Linked DNA regions of Cyprinus carpio: region 1 is linked to region 2. The links are chromatin contacts, called in public Hi-C maps. All regions are on one chromosome and are shown on one strand. Each heading gives the region's core, a stretch centred on a gene start, on an enhancer-like site or on the middle of the called end of the contact. The rest is flanking DNA. Distances are from core to core; before and after follow the strand shown. Region 1 has its middle 49 kb from the start of LOC109091229. Region 2 holds the start of LOC109091772 (transcriptional regulator Myc-B-like).

Region 1 (3,146 bases), core at 455-2,954, 53 kb after region 2:
GGTGTAAACCATCAGAGCCTATGCTGTGTGTTTCAGGAAAGTCTTATAGGGGTCTTTAGGACACAAGGAGATGACTTGTCAGATGGGCTCTTACATCCCCATGAGAACAGCAAGGAGGATTTATTAGCCCTGCTTTAAACATGCAAACTGGTTCAGTGTTCTCAAGGTCAGTTTTTTCTTCTAGCCCTCAGATTTGTGTGCAGATCAGCTTAATAAAAATGTAGTAGCAGCGCTGTCACATCAACATAGTTCCCCCTTTAAATTTACCCAGTTGCCCCCAAAAAACTGAAAATTCAAAAAAATGGCTGGTCACTAGGTGGTATGAATCCACTGGGACCTAAAACTCCCGTTTCTAAGCCCCTTCGGCCCGAGAGCCCATCATTTATCTAACATGTCTGGGAGGATGTGGAGCACCTGAACCAGTTAGTCAGGATGTGATGGATGACCGTACCTTCTGCCTCAGCTGTTTCCTGCTGATCCTGTCCCTGATCTCTCCCCCATCTCCATTTTCTTTTCTCTTACCAGTCTCACCATCTCTTCCTATTTCTCCATCTCCCCGGTATTCCTACACCCAGCTGGGACCAGCACTTCCATCAAACCCAATTGTCTTTCCGAGCTGACAGTTCCCTCCACACACCCGCAGTTGACCTGCTCTTTATTTGTGTTGCCTAAAATAGCCGGGCTGTCAGTGTATCTGTGCCACTGTAGTGTGATATGGAGTATTAGCTTTTTCAAAGTCACTTGTAATATCTCCGCACTGCTCGAGTCTGCCACCGAGCATTTTCTGCATGAATGCGTTTGATGCTTCTCTGATGTATGCACCATCAATAGTCTCTCTGGACAACTAAAAATACCTTTCAAAATTCCCACACACAGGTAAAATAATGAATTTATGTCAGTGTTTAAGTCCTTAAATGTACAGACATTTTTGTACGTACATAAAAGCATTTGGGATGTGTTTGAGCTTTTGTATTGTTTTGAATACCTATAAATGTAGATTTCTCTCAATTTATTGTTAAGCAGATGTTTTTATATAATAATATATGTAATATATATATATATATATAATCCACTTGTAGCATTTTTCATGGCAGCAGAGGTTTATTTATAAAGACAGCACCTGTTTGAAAAATTGCTTTGATGTTTTCAGAGATGTGAGCTATTTTAGCTTTAGATCAGTAAAGTGAACCTCAGTCATTTTCAGTGATACAGTACCTTGTGGGAAAAAAAAAAAGTTGGTTGTGTGCTATGTTGATGGATAGAAGGACGGGTTTTAGGTTAATTTCAGCCCCATTCTAATGATTCCCTCAGAGATTTTAACACTTGGTGCAAGTCACATTTTAATTAGAACACTGGATAAAATTGGTGTAGCTTCCTATTAACATCTGGAACTGAGCCAGATTAATGTTCTTTGCCAATTCGTTGCACATGATTAGGTTTTACATTAAGTGTTTTAGGCCATGATGAACAGAAAGGAATCAAGGATTTGCAAAACTGAGTAGGCTAACACATTTCAGTTTTGAATTGTAATTTCTACACAGGCTGTCAGCAATCCGATAAACACTCTTTACTGGGGCATATGGCAGTTGGACTGATAAACGCAGCTCAGCTGATAAAAAGCTGCTGTGTCCTTATGCATCAAAAAGTCCTCTGTTTCTATTTGGATAGATTTGGCCCACTTAGAAAGCCCTTGTTTCGCTGTTTCTAAAGCTGTCCTGTTCACAGCCACTAAGCAGGTGTGTGTCAGCTGGACTTGCCCTGTTCTGCAGCCAAAACAAGGATAACAAATGGCTTGGGGGCAGTTGGAAAGAGAGAACGAGAGAAAGTGTGTGAGGAAAAGAAAGAAGTAAAACAAGAAAGCGGCACAATTCTTTTCCAGAAAGACCTCATTAGGAACAGAGAGGCATGTGAGGGAGTCAGCTGCTGGGGTGAAAAGGCAGCTGGAGGGATCCAGGAAAAAGCAGCACAGAGAGGCCTGTGTGGGACTGGACCTCAGCCAAACCCAGAGGCCCTCACTCACATTATATAACCCTACAGTGAAAAGAAAACACAGCAACAGTACAGCTAGACGATATATGACCAGGAAAAGTGTATGCTTTGAATTATAAACAGCCTATTTAGTGAAAGGGGCAAAAGTGCTTTTTGCCCCAAGAAAGTTGTAAAACAAAGACGAGAATGGCTTTGATTGTTGTGGTCTATGTTGATTTTTCTATTTGGTAAATGTTTTGCTTATTAAATAATGTTTTTATTCTAACTTAATGAACACACATTTTCATACTTTGACGTAACATTTGGCCAAGTTCCATTTTGATTGTGCTGTACTTGCCTTGAATTTGACAGGGAAGGATACTGTTGCTTCACACTGGCCGTGACAGTGGAGATGTAGCCAAGGTCAAATTGTTGCCTGAATACCAGGGATGTGCAACATTCAGAATTGCATTGAAATGACTTTTTTTTCTTTCTTTTTTTAAGGAATTTAAACCAGTAGAATTCAAATGACTTTAAATTCATTGGCAGATTGATGGATTGAGGATATATATATATATATAGAGAGAGAGAGAGAGAGAGAGAGAGAGATTATTAACTTTTACATTGAAATGCTTGTTTTTATATAGGTGGATGTATGGGTGCATAGGCAGACAGACAGACAGATGAATGTATGTATAGTAAGAGGGATGAATAGATGGATGATAGATATATAGAGATTACTAGCTTTTACCTTGAAATTCTTGTTTTGATGGATGGATGATAGATAGATAGATAACCGTTGATAGATCAGACAGTCCATATTCTTACATCAGTTGCTCAACACTCTTTTGAAGTAGTCCCTTCACAATAGTCCCATAGCTCTCAATAAACAGTGAGCATTTGGAAAAAAGAAGGGAATCGTATGCATATTTAAGGTGACATTTCTGCTGAGCAAATTCAGCCAGCCGTAGAATGACAATAGCAGGATTAACATTAGCACCCACCCCCATGTCACGCCTCGCTCTGTCAGAATGCTGCGCTCATCATTTCCAGCACTGATCCACAGACATGTCCAGGCTGGTCCCATCCAGTAACAGACCCCTGATTTTGAAATTCCAGATGGAATGTGATTTTCAGTAACATGTAGGAGGCATTAAAATTCTACACGCTTCCCGTCT
Region 2 (2,930 bases), core at 69-2,568:
TGTTTGATAATAAGAAATAAATCTTGAGCATCAAATTCAGCATAGTGGAATGATTTGTGAAAGACCACGCTAAAGACTGGAGTAATGATGCCATTACAGAAATAAATTACATTTTTTAAAAAAAGTCAAATATTAAAATAGAAAGTTTTCCTTATTGTAGTAATACTTCACAATATTACTGTTTTACTGTATTTTTGAAAATACATTCAGCCTTGGTGAGCAGAAGAGATTTCTATCACAAACAAAAAATCTTACTGACTCCAAGCTTTGAAACGTATGTTATTTTATTTATTGTGTCTATACAATACATTATAAAATATTTTGAACACAAGACAATTAAGGGTTATTAAGGATTATACAAGTGCAATAATTAAATCAATTTATTCAACAATTCTAAATCCCATAAAGATCAGAAATAGTTCCCAGGACACAAATAAATACCAGTTAAAAATCCTCTTAAAAGTAAATTGAAGCCTGTTTAATATAATACTCAATTTAAGAGCTTAATTAATGCATATAAACTCAATGTTTGTCTCAGAGAGATAAGAATTAATATCACTCAATTGAGTTAAAGTCATAGATTGTATAAAAATATAAAAAATTAAATAACAGATGGCCACCAGAGGGAATACTAACCACTTCTGAGAGAATAAATCAAGAACGCTTGCTCTTTCATCCATCAGGTCAAGATCAAACACTATATAAGAATTATTTCGATAATCAGTAACAAAACTGACTCTAATCTTCATTTATTTTATAATAACGCTTATGGTGATGGTGATGATTACGCAAATAACGACAGTAACTGCATTAATTAACAATAAACAGTACAGTACAATAAAATGGAATAATTCTCATTCTCGAAAATAATCGTCGTAGTGCTTTAATGTAATTATCAAACATAATTAATTTGGATAATTAGGACGTCTGCGGATTTATTTTTATTTAACAATTACATATCTGTGGTTGTAAATAAAATCGCCCCTTTGACACACAACACAGACAGCTGTGAGGGGAACTTGTAAACTGTGAGGCGCTGGGTTCAGGTGTAGGCTACTACAAGCCACAGATTCTCGGAATCATCCTCCTGCACAACTCAATGTGCATCGAAGCTCCGCCCGGAATAAGTCCGCGATGGCAAGTAGTTCCATGTGTGACTCGTTTTCATTAAATAACGTCATATCTTTTTTCATTGCTGCATACATTGTCAGTGCATTGACGTGTGTTACTAGAATAACTAACAAGAAACGTTTGTGTTCTGTTCATCTTTCTACGCAGTGCACATTTGGCGGGAACGGCGCATGAATATCTAGAGTAAGGGAGGGGGAAAACAATCCGTAGTATTAAAACCCGCGGGAGCAGCTGTTCGAAATCTTGCAGTAAATGACAAGCAGCCGCTCGGGTGCCGCAGTCGCAGAAGTAAGCAGGTTGAGCGGCGCGACCCACTCCCACTTTGGACTTACATTCACTTAATAGTTCACACAAACTGACATCTGACCATATTGTCAGTTTTCATTCAGTTTCACCACGGCTACGGTAAGTCTGTCTAAACTAAGATTTATTCTCATTCTTTACGTTTTTATCTATTTATATATTTGGCGAACTATTGGTCATTATCCATTTGGACCATAAGATTAAGACTATATATTCTTAGAATTTAGATATTTTGATTTAAGTTTACATGACTTGTGTTCTGTATTAATACGTAACACGTTTAGTAAGTTGATGAGTTTGTAAGACAGCTACACAGTTCAGGCTTAAGATGATTTTAACCATAATATATTCTTCACAGGCATCCACCATGCCGCTGAATTCAAGTATGGCGAGTAAAAATTATGATTACGACTACGACTCCTACCAGCCCTATTTCTATTTCGACAACGAGGATGAGGATTTCTATAACCACCAGCACGGACAGCCACCGGCGCCCAGTGAGGATATATGGAAGAAATTTGAACTGCTCCCCACTCCGCCGCTCTCCCCGAGCCGGCGTCCCTCGCTGTCAGACCCCTTCCCCTCCACGGCCGACCAGCTGGAAATGGTTTCGGAGTTTCTCGGGGACGACGTGGTCAACCACAGCTTTATTTGCGACGCGGACTACTCCCAGTCTTTTCTGAAGTCGATTATCATTCAGGACTGTATGTGGAGCGGTTTCTCCGCCGCGGCTAAGCTGGAGAAGGTGGTGTCGGAGAGATTAGCGTCGCTGCAGGCGGCGAGGAAAGAGTCTTCCAGGAGCGACTCTGTGGAAAGCTGTCGGTCCAGCCCTAACGTCAGCTACCTTCAGGACATGAGCACCCCTGCCTCACAGTGCATTGACCCGTCAGTAGTGTTTCCTTTTTCGTTGACTGACAGCTCAAAACCGTGTAAACCGTCATCCACACCGATTTCCACAACACTGCCACTGGATACTCCACCAAACAGTGGGAGTAGCTGCAGCAGCAGTGACAGTGACTCCGGTGAGTAACAGACTGCTTTTTAATGCTGATTAATGTACTCGTTTGACTGGTCAGCTTATACTTTTAAATAAGGTTCGGTTTATAAGCTGTAATTGTTGCTGTGTATTTTTTATTTTTTTTTAACAAAATGATCTGGTGGTTAAAGCGTTAATCCTAGATTGTAGCGTCAACTGCGTAAAGTGTCGCACACGCCCACTGCACGCCATGCTACGCCAAATTGTCTACTATGAAGAAGCAGAGCTGAAACTTACCTTTTTTGTTTTTTAATCAATATAGATGACGAAGAGGAGGAGGAAATCGATGTTGTCACGGTGGAAAAGAGAAGGTCTGTGAGAAAGCCTGACGGAAACGCAACGCATCAAAGCCCCGTTGTCCTCAAGCGGTGTCACGTTAATATTCACCAACACAATTACGCCGCCCCCCCATCCACGCGGAGTGAGCAGCCTGCGGTCAAGCGGATTAAATACGAGAGTC

The links. Hi-C and Micro-C count contacts between places; a contact is called where the count stands out from the background.
Region 1: a Hi-C map of skeletal muscle shows a contact between it and region 2, with 2.3 times the contacts expected there. The contact joins the enhancer-like site here to the promoter of LOC109091772 in region 2. A contact is called at or near these places in 2 of 8 Hi-C or Micro-C datasets (liver and skeletal muscle).

The regions. Positions count from the first base shown.
Region 1 is chrA2:15,620,832-15,623,977 of ASM1834038v1, forward strand. No RefSeq gene overlaps it. Among protein-coding and RNA genes, the nearest start is that of LOC109091229, 49 kb to the right of the region's middle. Within about 2 kb of position 1,705, at least 3 of the 8 cell types and tissues checked have an H3K27ac peak or open chromatin away from gene starts, as enhancers often do. A contact at or near this core is called in skeletal muscle, where this site is marked.
Region 2 is chrA2:15,567,784-15,570,713 of ASM1834038v1, forward strand. It overlaps LOC109091772 (transcriptional regulator Myc-B-like), which reads left to right and starts at 1,319. Exons shown (of 5, transcript XM_042775168.1): 1 at 1,319-1,536; 2 at 1,793-2,456; 3 at 2,733-2,930. The coding sequence starts at 1,802.